Regions from separate parts of the Mus musculus genome. Here region 2 is linked to region 1. Evidence: chromatin contacts called from public ChIA-PET data. All regions are on one chromosome and are shown on one strand. Each heading gives the region's core, a stretch centred on a gene start, on an enhancer-like site or on the middle of the called end of the contact. The rest is flanking DNA. Distances are from core to core; before and after follow the strand shown.

Region 1 (7,081 bases), core at 1,198-3,697:
CATATGCTGGGGTCCATCTCAGGGACAGCTTATAAAGGCAAATACCATAAAAGCTTATACACAAGTGCAGAAAGTGCTGCTGGATGCTTAGTTTGTGTCCAAGCTTATGGTAGGTAACTACACAACACAATTCTAATAATTTCTATCACAATTGGTTTTTAAGGGCACAGAACATAACAGAATACGTAATCAACTTGACATTAGAAAGTTTCCTAGTAAAAGCAGAAACATATGAGAACCTTTCCTTAGAATGGTAGGTGAGCCAGGCCAGGTAACAGTTATTTAGGCCTTAGCATTCTACCTGGGCTTCCACATTCCATCCAGGCCTTAATAATTTACCTAGGCCTTAACACTAAAGAAAACCAACTTGGGCACAAAAGGTTTTGTTTGGCTTCCTGGTCTCAGTGAATCATTGAGGGAAGTCAGGACAGAACCAGGGAGGAGTGCAGCTAACTGGCTTGCTCTTCATGGCTTGCTCAGCTTGCCCAGGATCACACAGTAGGGCTGCCTCCGCATTCTGATCACCCATCAATATGATGCCCATCAACCTTGCCTAGAGGACAATCTGATAGAGGCGTACTCTCAATTGAGGTTCCCTGTTCCCAGGTTGACTCAAGGTTGGCTTGTGTTCAGTTGACCAAAGAAACAAAACAAACAAAACAAAACAAAACCCTCAAAATCAAAACAAATAAACAATCAAACAAAAACTAAATAAACAAAAACCTGACCACGTAGTAGATGAAAATCTTCCACCTTAAAAGCTTCAAACTTTAGGCCAGGCCATGGTGACACATGTCTTTAATTCCAGCACTCAGAAGACAGAGGCAGGTATATCTTTGCGAGTTTGAGAACAGCCTGATCTACTTACTGAGTTCCAGATCGCCCAGAACTAAATTAAGAGACCCTGTCACAAAAAGTAATCCCCAAGCTTAGATAACAGATTAGACTTCTGCAGAAAAACAGACCAAAAGGACTCAAAACAAAACAAAACAAAACAAAACAAAACAAAACAAAACAAAAAAAACCTTCAGTAGAAACATTTATAACATTTGACCAAATATCTGGGTCCTGTGAGTCTAGCAAAACTGATACATGAAAAGAACCATGGCATCAACAGGAGACAGAATGATACAAATTGTACATAAACAACTACAGGAACGAAAAGAGGAGGAAGTATCTTCTAACTTATTTTATGGGAATAACATTACCCCGTGTTCAACCTAGGGATGAAAGACCTGTTTGAACTCTGAAAAACCAAGCAATATAACTAAGTGTGTCAATCAACATCAACACTACCAACCACAAAAACAACCCCAAAAGCACACCACCATTTCAAGTAAAAGAATTTGACCAAGCTTAGACGGTAACTTTCAGAACTTTCAGAAACCTAAAAATAGACCAAAAAACAAAAAAACAACAAAAAAACCCCTAGGATATCTGTAAAAGAGATACAATAACAACAGAGAAACAATAACAACAAATCCATAGTCAATACCCAGTCCTCTGGGAAAGACTGAACGGCTCTCTCTTTATATCCGAGGAAGAAGCCAGTAGTGACTGCCCTCATTTCTGTCCCAACTATTGCAACAAGGCAATAAAGTATATAAAACACACATGCTGGAAAAAATAAAAAAGACTATATTTGAAGATGACGAGGTTGTCCATATTAAGAAAAAAATCCTAAAGGATCTATAAAAAATACACAAGAAATAAAGAACAAGTTAAGCAAACTCATAGAGTACAAACATAATATTAACAAATCCTTAATAGTTCAAGTGCTATCAACAATTAGAATTCACGTTGTAAAGAATTTTTTTTCCTGAGTTGTTCCATTAGAAAAAAAGGAGGGAAGAAGAAGAAGGAGGAGGAGGAGGAGGAGGAGGAGGAGGAGGAGGAGGAGGAGGAGGAGGAGGAGGAGGAGAGAAGAAGAAGAAGAAGGAGGAGGAGGAGGAGGAGAAGAAGAAGAAGAAGGAGAAGAAGGAGAGAGAGAGAGAGAGAGAGAGAGAGAATGAATTTAAATTATGTTCAAATAACATGGTAGAAAATATCCGGTGTATAAAATATGTATTCTACATGCTTTGCTTTACATTTGACATAGTCTACCTAAAAGGGATTCTTTATCCTTCCAAATAATGAAATGCATGAAACAGAAATGTAATCTCTTGATCCAAAACTTAATCTTAACATTCTGCTGTTTAAGCTTCCAGATGGTACCTTTTTTAATCTTGATTTTGGCGCGCGCGCGCGCGCGCACACACACACACACACACACACACACACACACACACACACACACACACACACACATTTTCAATAGCAGTCTTATATTTCAAAGAGAGTGGGACTGATGTGGGACTTCTCTCCTTGGAAGGCTTGCCTCCCTGGATTTAACAACCTGTTTGTTGATAGCACAGATGTGGTTTCTCCTCACTGTCCACTTGGGGGCTATCTCAATCTATTTCAGATCCACTAGATAGGGACTGTCTTCCTAAACCGAGTCTTCCTGTCTAGCAGGAACTCATAGATTGTCCCTGTGATATGAAACGAGGCCGTTAGGCCCCAGTACCTGACTTTTTTTTGATACCTTTTAAAGTACATCATTAATGAAAACTAAACTCGCACAGGGTTCTGCACGCCTACCTTGCATTACCACTGCGTCTGCGCGCCACAAGTGTGGACTACATCTCCCAGGATGCATCGTGTCCCCGCCCGCGCAGCCTTACTTCCTGCGAAGGACTTCCGGAGTGTTAGTAACCTTGCTGACTACTGGATTTAGGGTCTTTTTGGGAGGTCACTGGGACTAGCTTGTATTTTTCTGGGAGGAGAGGGGGACAGCAAGCCATAACAGGGCGGCATCTGTCCCGTTTTCTGGTGTGCACAGACCTTGCTTTCTGGGAGAGGCGTTGGCTCCGCCTTCAGGCAGTCCTCTTACAGGTGGTTGGCTGTTGTTCTTGTCATTCAGCCGAGTCCTTGGACTTGTCAGAGATCATCAGTGAGACAGGCCAGCAATCCTGAGTTATAGTGGTTTAGTGACCATTTCTTTTCTTTTCTTTCACCCACCCCCTTTAAACCACGGACATTTTAGTGAAAAATAAAAATACTATAGATAAGTTGTCAGATAATTTATTCTGCAAACGTATGCGTGCTTTCTTTACCAGGTGTTTTTAAGGATTTTGTTAGTGTTGGCCTGGAATCCTTTTTTTCTAATCTTTTAAAACCTATTACTACTAATGTGTCTTGAAGATACTACTTAGGGAAAACTGAAAGTGTGTGTGTGTGTGTGTGTGCGCGCGCGCGCGCGTGTGGTGTAATTTCTAAGGAACTACAATTCCCATCCAGTTCAGATTGAAATGGGCTAAAGGGTGAGTGCGGTGGGCTCAGTGGTAGAGTACTTGCCTAGCATACTTTAAAAAATTCAAAAAAGGTGACTCAAAGTGGGCATACATTTCTTTATAAAAAGACACTGTTGAGGAAATGGGTGGGTCGGGGGCTTAAGATGCATGTCCTAGTTTGTTGATTCTGGAGTCTCTGTGAGTCACTATGCTTCCTCTCCGTACTTGATAGTTTTGTGAAAGCAACTCAAAAGGACACGCTCCTTCTCCATAAACACCCTAAAATTGAGATGCTAATAATGATATGATGATGGTTAAAACAAAAATAATGTGGACTGTGTAATAAGAGGTCAGATTAACTAGAAATGCTAGTTAAGATATAAATGTTGGAGAGATGACTCAGTGGTTAAGAGCACCTGTTGCTCTTGTAGAGGACTGATTGAGGTCCAACTTGTAGCTCCAGCTACAGGAGATCATTATCCTCTGCTGGTCCCTCTGGCCACTGTACTCACTGGCAGAAACCCACACATGATAAAAACATTAAAAAGTTGAAATATTGATGATAGCGAGGTGGTTATCGTGCCTGCCTTTAATCCCAGCAGAGGCAGAGCCAAGCAGATCTCTATGAGTTCAAGGGCAGCCTAGTGTATAGAGTGAGTTCCAGGACAGCCAGCGCTACATAGAGAAACATTGTCACAAAACAAAACATGTTTATCATGATTTAAGGGTGGTGAGTGAAGCTAGAGAATCTAGGAAGGGCCTGAAGATCTTGGAGAAGACAAGTCAGATATCAGTGCCTGTGTGAGTCACATCTGACTCGGTCACAGCTCTCTGTTGGCATCTTAAGGTTTAATACAGTGTGCTTTTGCTTTTATGTCCCTTGTGCTAAGTACTTCACGCATCAGTGGGAATTCCCCACCGAAACAAAGCCAGTAAGAAATATGTATACACACATATCAATATAAATATATATATGTATATGTGTATATGTATATATGTGTATGTATGCATATGTATATATACACACACATACACACACACACACACACACATATATATATATATATATTTATACACATGCATATGTATATTTGGTACATGGCATGCATGTATAGTTGCATATAATATATATGCATATATATAGTAACTTTACATGTACATGTATGATAGTATACATATATAATTGAAAAACATACTAGGTGATTTGTTTCATGGAAGTGTCGTATACAATTGTTGGGACTGGAGGGTCTGAAATCTGTAGGGCAGGCACATGAGCCAGAAACTCTAAGTTAGTGGTTTTCAATGGCCTAATGCTGTGGTTTTTAATGCCCTATTGCTGTGACCCCTTAATTACAGTTCCTCTTGTTATGGTGACCCCCAAACACAAAGTTGTTTCCATTGTTACTTTATAACTGTAATTTTGCTACTGTTATGGATCATAATGGAAATATCTGATATGCAGGATGTGCGACCCTGTGAAAGGGATGTTGGGCTCATGACCCACAGGTTGAGAACTCCTGCTCTAAGGTAAGAGCTGATGTTGGACTCGTGAGGTGGGATTTCTTCTTCTACAGGGAAGCCCTGGCTTAGATTCTGTCATTAAGCCTTTCCACCGATTTCTTGAGTCCTACTCACATGTTTGAGGATTGTCACTACTTAGAGTCAAGATATATAGATATATTTAACCCCCACAGTAATGTTAACTACATCTCCAAAATACCTTAAAGGAAACACCTGCGTTAGTGTTGGATTAGCAAATGGCGCCCTGTAGCCTAGTTGCGACACATAACACTGCTTCCTCTCAGAGCCTTTGCTCTAGTGTTATGCTTTTGCAACCCTCAAAATTGTGTTTTTGTGTAGCTTTGCACTTGGTATCTGTCTTGTCCCTCTACCATTTTCCTCATCCCTTACCTTTGTATCATTGCTGTATTTCTTCTTTCTTCTGTTTATCATCTTTCCCCCTACCTTAGAATTTTACCTCTGTAGGGTAGGGTAATTAATGGATTCTTAGCACATAGGATGTAGAATAGTCAAAAGGTAGAAAGAAGTATTAAGGTGAGAGCTCAGGATGTATTTGATGACCGGATGAAGGGCCAGAGTTCATCATGTGGTACCCTGACTAGCGGAGGAGGAGAGAGATGGAGGAATAGATGGATTGCAAATTGGGGCTCATTGTTTGCTACTGAAGAACTTAAATTAGCATAAATTCATTGGGGGCACAAGTTTGCTTCATTCTCTTTCTTAGCTGTGTGACTGTGACAGGCTCCCCCATCTCCTTGAGGTTCAGTTTCTTTATCTGGAAAGTGGAAAGAGTACTGCTTAGCACAGTAGCCTGTGCCATTTGTGAAGTGCTGTAGGACTTGGGCTCGTTGTGAGCATCAGTTAAAAGGTGACTCTTACCCTTACAATTATTGTTCCGTATCAAAGTGGGATATTTACAAGAACCACTGAAGTGAAATTATTGGATTTCAAAGTCTGGCCCGTGAGGAGGTTGGCACGCTGAAACTTTGCCCTGCACAGTGTCTGAGAACACTCATTTTAATTCCGGGTCCTATTGTTTCAAACAGAATGGACACCTTTCTGTGTATACAACCCATAAAAATGATGAATTGACTGAACCTTTCAGTCTGCCCTGGGCTTCCACTTTAAGTGTAGAGTTAGTTGGTTCCAGGTCAGAGCCTCCATTCATGAGTTTCCTATGGACCCATGAGAGTGAAAGTGCACTCTCTGCGGCAGATGTCCTGCCCCCTAGGATTCTTTTATTCTTCTGAGTCTGCTGCTTCGGCCAATAAGAGAGTTGGTACCCTGACCCAGCATCATAATTATGACCATGAACAGCTAAATGGCTTTTTAAAAAGATCTAAAGGACTCACAGTGAATTCTGATCACTATTGCCTGTTGCCTATGTATCAGTATAATTTCTAGGCTTCAAACCCTTCAGTGTTGATTGCCTCTTAATAATATACTTCTCCTGATCTGTGGGCTGGGTGTTTGCCAGAAAAATATCCTATTCTGAAAAAGGCCTTTTAAAAACTTGGTCAGCTTCTGATAGCATGCCGGATCTTACCAGGAACCATAGTCAGCAAGAGAGGTAGATTGCGGGTTGAGGCTTTTCTCTTTCAGGTTCTGACTATAGCTGGTTACAATGTTTCGCGTTTGTTTAAGGTGTGGGCAGATTGTGAAAATGTAGCCGGTTGGCCAAGGCTTTTTGAGCTGTGTTTGTTGCTTCTTTGGTTTGCTTTGCTCTGTCAGAAGTGGAAGGGAAAGCTATAGTCTAAAAAGAACAGACTCTCTCATTCCCAGCTGTTCTTTTATTTTACTCCAGGCTACTTCTATCCCTAGGGAGGACCAGGGTAATTGAGAGCAGTATTCTTTCAAGTCCCGCAGGTTTGAGATACCCGGACTTAAGGGTGGGACCATGAGCACCTTGTCCTTCTTTGGTTAAAACATCATTTCTTGCCCCAAAGTTAGGAATGGCATTGTGAAACTCTCCCAGCTTGGCGCTATTTGTTTCCCAAGTGAAGACAATAGATGATTCTTTGCTGTCCCATGTGTTTAATTTTCCATAGGTTCATAATAAAACAGTGCTTGCTGGTGTGTGTGTGTGTGTGTGTGTGTGTGTGTGTGTGTGTGTGTGTGTAATTTTTGAATGTAGAAAGTACCTGACACTCTGTCTACAGCACTGAAAGATCTCAATAGATCCTAGCAAGCGCATTTGACTATGACTCTTGGCTCCTTTATTGTGTTTT
Region 2 (7,081 bases), core at 1,699-4,198, 95 kb after region 1:
CGCTCAATGGCTAGTGGCTAGCCTCCTCTGGCACCTCCACAGGGGTGTCCAGGGAAGATACTTTGTTTGCACCAGGCATCTGTGGGTGACCCTGACTTGGAAACTGTCTTTTACTCTTAGGTGAGGTGTTAGGTGTATGTAAGTGACTAGCAAGTAGCTTATTGGACTCTGTAGATAAAGGCGATTGTTGCAAAAGTCTGCCGGGTAGAACTGATCTATACTTCTTAGGTGTAATGTGTAATACTGTGGTCATATGTATTTACACATATAGCAACCTCAACGCAGGCTTCCGGCTCCAGAGAACCTTTGTCTTGATGGATTAAAGCATAGAAAAATGAAGCAGACACTGGAAGGCAGTGTGATTATATGTTAAATAATTGTTAGAGGTTGTGTTACGAGTTCACAAGGGGATTTTTGAGTCCTATGTTGTAGGGTAGACATTGTAGAAGAGATAGCATTGGAAAATATGCAGAGGGTTGGTTGACTATTTCGTGACTGGACCTTTCTTAGTGCTCCAGCCTCATGCATCTAATTGACCCTCCAACATTGTTTGGACTGTCCCAAGGAGATCTCAAACAATAGGTCAGAAGTCAACCTTGGCATGTCCTCAGACCACATTGGGTTGCAGCAGCTGAACGCCAATGGCTCCCACCTCATCGGAAAACAGAGGAAAGGAGGTCACATTAGTGCACAGATGTTTGAAGAGTTTGAAGGAGAGTTAGAAAGTTAGAAGGAAGAGCCCGTCGGTGTCTGTATTCTCCACGAAGCCACCTTCACGATCATCTGCTGCCATTAAAGATGGGGTGAGTCCATGAAGCTCGAAGGAGGCAAAGGCCGAAAGGGCTTTTGGGAGAACTGAGAGGAGGCACTGGCAAGGAAAGCAGCAGAGACCCGAGGATCGGTGGAGGCGGAGTCACGGACCCGGCCTATCATGACGTTTTGCAGCAAGAGCGAATGAGGCAGGTTGGTGAGATCCATTCGTAGTGAGGAAATGGAGCTACTGTGTTGGGATGTACATGGGGCCAAAGCACATTCCAGGGAGCGGAAGCAAGAGAGCCAGGTCGAGACACAGAAAAGCACCTGGGGAAGCTGTACTCAGTGGGCAGAGCTGCCCAGGAAACTAAAATGATTCTGGAGAATTTTGGAGACCTAGGAAGGACCTTTCTTTGTAGGTCATGGCAGGAGGTCTGGACTTTTTAGAAAGATATCAGATGGAAAGCTCTGAACACGGGCATGGCCACTGCAGACTTGTTTCTGAAATTGCCAAGTAGAATCTGGAAACAGACCGATGTCAGAATCGGCCACTGCAGGACTGATGAAGAAGGTAGTACCGCTAATCGGGCTGCCCTCATGAAGATGGAGAGGGTGTGGTCACAGGGCAGCCCGGTGGAAGCAGATGGCTAAGCGTGGCAGTAGGTGGGAGGGTGAGGGAAGTGGCAATGAGTGACGTCAAGTACAACGGGGCCAATCAAACTTTAAGAGGTCTAGCGGTTTTCTGATTAGTGTACTTAATCTGGACTCCTTAGCACTTGTCTCGGAGCTGCTCCTGAAACCCAATGGGGCCTCTGAGCACAACACAGGGGCAAGAGCATTGCAAGTTGCATACATTGGCGAGGCTTACCCTGGAGCAGAAGAACCATTCTTGTGAGGCTGTAATGAGAACCGCTTTCTGGGATGACTGTGTCACCTGTCATACCCCAAACTGGCGATATGTTAGTGTCTTTTGAGCATACATATGGAGACCCTAAGGCAGTTTTGCTGTGTGTTTATGGTGGTCACACAACACTACACATTATGATCAGAGGCTAAGTCAAACTGCGTTAGGTACCACGGTAGTCTGTGCCCAGAGACAATTTCGTTTTTTTGTAAAATTGCTATGGTAGTATATAATATCTCCCAAAAGGACCCAGAACTCACCTAATCAGAAAATTCTGTGTAGAAAGCAGGTACACTAAACTCTAATTTGTGTGATTCTCGGCGTGGGAAGCCTGCTTTGTGATAAAGGCATTTTGGAATTTTAATTTCATGTGCATTTGTTTCGCATTAGTCATGAACTTCATTCACCAGTAGCCTCCTCCTGTCCCATGACTCATTCGGAGATGTTTGTCAGCCATCAGGGATGCGGAAGGCCATTAGATTAATGGGCACTAAGTGGCAGTGGTTCCCCCCACTTAGTGGCATATCGAAATTACTCTAAGATAATGAAAGTGAATCCTGTTCCCTGCCCTGGAGAGTCTTATTAGGCTGGGGTTAGGGAATTTTCCTTCAAAGTTCTCCAGGTGATAACATTGCACAATATTGTTTTAGAGACTGGGAGAGATTCAAACCAGAAAAGGTGGCTGTGGCTTGTGCTGCCTCTGCCTCTGCCTCTCTGCCTCTGCCTCTGCCTCTCTGCCTCTGCCTCTCTGCCTCTCTGCCTCTCTGCCTCTCTGCCTCTGCCTCTGCCTCTGCCTCTCTGCCTCTGCCTCTCTGCCTCTGCCTCTCTGCCTCTGCCTCTCTGCCTCTGCCTCTGCCTCTGCCTCTCTGTGAGTGTGTGTATGAGTGTACTCGCATGCAAGGTGTGGGTAAGTGTGCACCAGTGTGTATGTGCATGTGGAGACCAGAGTTTGCCCCTGGCTTTCTTCCTTATCTGCTTTATCTTTGAGATAGAATCTTTCACTGAACTTAGAGCTGGTTCACCTAGACTGGCTGGCCCACTAATCCTAGGAATCCTCCTGTCTCTGTCTCCCCGGTGTGGGGGCTACAGAGGAGTTATAATGTCTGGCTTTTCACACAGATGCTGGGGACTGGGTCCTCATACTGTTTTGGTAAGCACTGTACTTGATCAAGCTTGAAACATGGTCTTTGTATTTATTTTCTGTGCATTTGTGTGTGCCGGAGGGTATGTATGTACACCACGTGTGTGCAGTGCCTGCAGAGGCCAAAGGGGGACATAGATCTCCTGGAACTAGAGTTATAGATGGCTGTTACACACTGCTCGTTGCGGCTCTTCACTTCCAAGCCATTTCTCCAGCCCCCCTGGAGTGTATTCTTTGATGGAACTGACATATATCTTTAAAAAGTTTTATAAAACAGCAAATCAGAAAACGAAGATGAAGTTTAACAAAACTTTGAAAGGATCAGCACTCTATTGGTTTAGATAGCAATAGCCATTTTTTTCTATGTCCATCCAAATGTCAAACCATCTTTCTGTTTTCATGACTGGCAGTGTTGACTTACTTCGTCAGGCTTCCACCAGAATATGTGGAGTGATGTGTACAAATGCCACAGAGACACAGGAAACAGCCAAATGTGAAATCTAACACCTCCTCCTCAACACATCACGGCGTATTGTCTTAGCTCTGAAGGTGATATCCCTGTGCATGCAAATGTCAGCAAGCTCTTGTACATCTATCTCTTAGTAGCTTACAGGTTACTAAGGATGCATATATTTATTTATTTTTGTCTTCTTTTATCCCTTATACTTGCCAATATCCTCTTTCCCTACCTGCCTACACACGTACGTACGTACGTACACACACACACACACACACACACACACACACACACACACACACTGTTAAAGGGTCAGGTCAGCCTAAATGCAATTCTCTTTAAACCTTATCAGCCACAGTATTAGTATCAACGATGCTACAGCACCATATATGATGAGGTCTGAAATAGGAGGAAGTTCCTTGCAATTATGTCGACTCTATTTGTAGCACCTTCTTATATTTTCTATTCTATACTCCAGTCCATTAAAATTAAATTAAACTTGCTGATCATAAACCAAGAATGCCAATCTTTTTTTCTTCTTCTTCTTCTTTTGGTTTTCCAGGACAGGGTTTCTCTGTGTAGCCCTGACTGTCCTGGAACTCACTTTGTAGACCAGGCTGGCCTCGAACTCAGAAATTTGCCTGTCTCTGCCTCCCGAGTGCTGGGATTAAAGGCGTGTGCCACCACTGCCCGGCGAGAATACCAATCTTAATTAAAAAAAAAAAACCAAACAAACAATAACAAAACCCCCAAACACATTGCACAGTGCCTTAGCAAGCTTTTACCAGCGGTTTGAGAAACACTGGGTTTTGCTGTGGCCCTTGGAGGCAGAAAGGTTTGGATTGGATCTTGAGCCTTGCCGCTCCTCTGAGGTCAGGCTAAGTAAGTGGCTCCATTTCTTCCAGTACAAGATGGAGATGAGACGCTCTGCCCGGGTGGCTTGTTGGGAGGCTAAATGACGCTATGCACGGGAAGCTCTGAGCTCCTCGTAAGCTCCGGAATGAATGTGGTATTGGAAACCATGGTGGCTGTCGTTCTCAGCTCCGCTTCTCCCCGTCTCTGTGCTTCTGCATGGACGTCCTTACACACATCAGTCAGGGTGAGGAGTCTAGAATATTCTATAAGAAGTGAATGTGGATTAGGGGGAGAATTATTGAGTGCTAACCAAGAATTACTACTGGAAGTTTCTGTTACAGTCCTTGAACTTTATAATAATTTCCCCCTTTCTGTTTTCAGGGGGAGCATCGCCCCTCTTTCCTAGTCTTCCTTTCCCCTCACCCCCATACCTCCTCCCTTTTGGCTTTTTATTTTTAACTTATTTATCTCATCTTTTGGGATGGGTTTCCTTTTTTCCTTTTTTTTTTTTTAGCTATTTTTACTCATCTCTAAAATGGAAATAACAATATCTGATGGCTAAGGCGGTTGTGTGTGCTACTACTGAAGATTGGTGTTAAATACCTAGGATTTGTTTCTGAAGTGGTGGGTGACTCCGGAGCATCATCTGTGATGCTGCCTGAGGCGGTTCCTCTGTCCTCATCAGCACCACAGCCCTGCTTTGACCCTCTTTTATCTCACCCTGCTTGTCTGTTGAACTCTCTTTGGCCAGGCATTTCCTCTGCTCCAATCTGCTCTTCCTCTGACATAAATGCTTTCCTTGGAAATCCAATTAATAGTGATTTATGGATTCCTTATGAACTAGTTAACTTAGTTGGCAATTAAGTACAGACTGCTCTCTGGTCTCCACTGCATCATTTTATTATGATAATTACAGAATTATTAGTTAGCGTTATATGATTTATGTCTCACATCCTCAGCGAACTTATGAGTTCCCTGAGGGTAGCAACCATAGCTTACATATCTCCAAGTACACCTACCCCCACTACAGCAATTAGCACAGGCAGATCCCTGTAATCCTGTGTGTTAAGAGCTATCTGTTGAGGGTAACTGGGGACCCAGACAGCATGTGCCTGAAGACAAGAGTGTCCAGTGGGCTGGGGACATGGCTGTGTGACATGGTAAGTGGCAAGAACACGCAGAAGCACTCGATGATGAAGGTGCAGAAGAGCCCGGGTGTGGCATGACCACTGTCAGCTTCTAGGACAGAGATTCAAACCCAGCTTTGTCCTGAGTGATTTAGTTTGCATCTTTCTTTCATTGTGTCTCACTTGTGCACCTGTCTAATATGACTCCTACTAAACTGTGTATAGAAAATTCTGGAAGGTTAATAGTTGAGGGACTTCAATTTTTATCTCTCTCTGTCTCTGTCTCTGTCTCTGCCTCTCTCAACTCTCCTGCCTTGGCTTCCTGAGTGCTGGGGTTATAGGGTACCCCACCATGTTTAGGCTATGGTGGGAATCTGTAAGTATTTCTCCAAGTAAAAAAATGACTTGATTTCATCTTTACTCTTGAATGAAATATTGTCTGAACATAAAAATCCACAAGGTGGTCTTTTTCCTTTAATGCTTTTTCTTTAAAATTATTTTTGACATCGTGTGCGTGCATGCGTGTTTGTGCACATATGCAGCCACAGTGCAGTGTGGGGGTCAGAGAACAACTTCTAGGAGTTGGTTCTTTCCTTCCATCGTAGTGTTGTGGGGACTGAACTCAAGTCATCTGGTTTGCTGGCTTGGGCCTTTGTCTGCTAAATTATGCTGGCCCAGGACTTCTTTCAAAGGTCTTCTGGCTTCCATTGTTTCTGTGGAGTACTGAATTTGAGCTTAAAGGTTTGGGATATTTTGCTGTTGGCTTTGTTTTTTCAAAGGTAACATGTCTTTTGCCCTCTGTTTTTTTTCTTTCTCTTTCTCTTTTTTTTTTCTTTTCTTTTCTTTTTTTTTTTTTTCTGTTTTGGGCTTGGGTATGGTTTTTATCTGTGTTTGGCCATTTGTGGTTTTCAGTGACTTTTGATGTGTGATTAGAAAATGTCCCGTTGTGGTCTTCTCAAGAATTTGCCTCACACTTTGTCTTGTCTTTGTAGACTTTCAAATTAGCCACAGTTTAAACCCTGCAGTGTTCCCCTATGGAATCTATGCTCGTCTTACACTGTCTCATCTTTGTGACTTTCAGCCTCACTCTGGAATTTCCTTTGACCTGTTTTCTGGTTCACATATGCCCCCCACCCCCATCCAGGTATCAAAGCTATTTTTAGGCACACCCCATAAGTTCTTAATTTTAATGATATCCATTAATTCTATAATTTAAAATTTTTAATGGTTTATCTGACAAAATTTTTCCACCTTTGCCTTTTGTTTTCCTATAGCTGGTTTTAGAACTACCCAAGGGCTAGGGGGTGGTTCTGGCTTTCAGTCAGAATTTGGGAGGCAGAGACAGGTGGATCTCTGTGAATTTGAGCCCAGTTTGATCTACATAGTGAGACCCTGTCTAAAATAAATGCCTGAAGATGTTTGGTCTGTGTGCATCCATGTACATACCATTATATCTGCTTAAGGCCTGTGTCTGTGGCCTGTGGGTCTGTTTCCACTGATGTTTGTCGCCATTGATCTTTATGTTCCTAATTATAGTTACTGAATGTAGCGACTGCATCAGAAGAACTCCAGACAGAGTGGTTAACCTTTGAGAGTGTCACCGTCTTCAGTGTAAGAGTGACATTGGAAGCTCTAGGCTAATTTAATCTGATCAGAGGTCAAGGTGATTCAAAATCGAGCTTCCACATTGCTTGCCGTTAGTCTATTTCTGCTTTGGTTATCTTGTGTGTGCACGCATGTGTGCATACAGGAGTGTGTCTGTATGCATGTGGAGACCTCAGTCCCACACCACGGGCCTTTACCAATTGCTCTCCCTTTTGTGGTTTGAGACACAGTCCCTCATT

Evidence for each region. ChIA-PET counts read pairs in DNA pulled down with a chosen protein or histone mark.
Region 2: a contact with region 1 is called in an RNA polymerase II ChIA-PET map of effector CD8 T cells, with 10 read pairs. The contact joins two enhancer-like sites. A contact is called at or near these places in 1 of 15 datasets of contacts at CTCF or cohesin (large pre-B cells), 11 of 484 Hi-C or Micro-C datasets (the HPC-7 cell line, the N1E-115 cell line, bone marrow-derived dendritic cells and 8 more), 5 of 115 datasets of contacts at active chromatin or transcription factors (bone marrow-derived macrophages, effector CD8 T cells, microglia and 2 more) and 3 of 9 other capture datasets (adipose tissue, liver and pancreatic islet).

What each region holds. Positions count from the first base shown.
Region 1 is chr8:46,684,299-46,691,379 of GRCm38.p6, forward strand. No RefSeq gene overlaps it. Among named protein-coding and RNA genes, the nearest start is that of Gm31111, 8.8 kb to the left of the region's middle. Within about 2 kb of position 2,448, at least 439 of the 459 cell types and tissues checked have an H3K27ac peak or open chromatin away from gene starts, as enhancers often do. A contact at or near this core is called in effector CD8 T cells and natural killer cells, where this site is marked.
Region 2 is chr8:46,779,148-46,786,228 of GRCm38.p6, forward strand. The region is part of intron 1 of Irf2 (interferon regulatory factor 2); the gene reads left to right. Among named protein-coding and RNA genes, the nearest start is that of Gm31172, 7.9 kb to the left of the region's middle. Within about 2 kb of position 2,949, at least 9 of the 459 cell types and tissues checked have an H3K27ac peak or open chromatin away from gene starts, as enhancers often do. A contact at or near this core is called in effector CD8 T cells and natural killer cells, where this site is marked.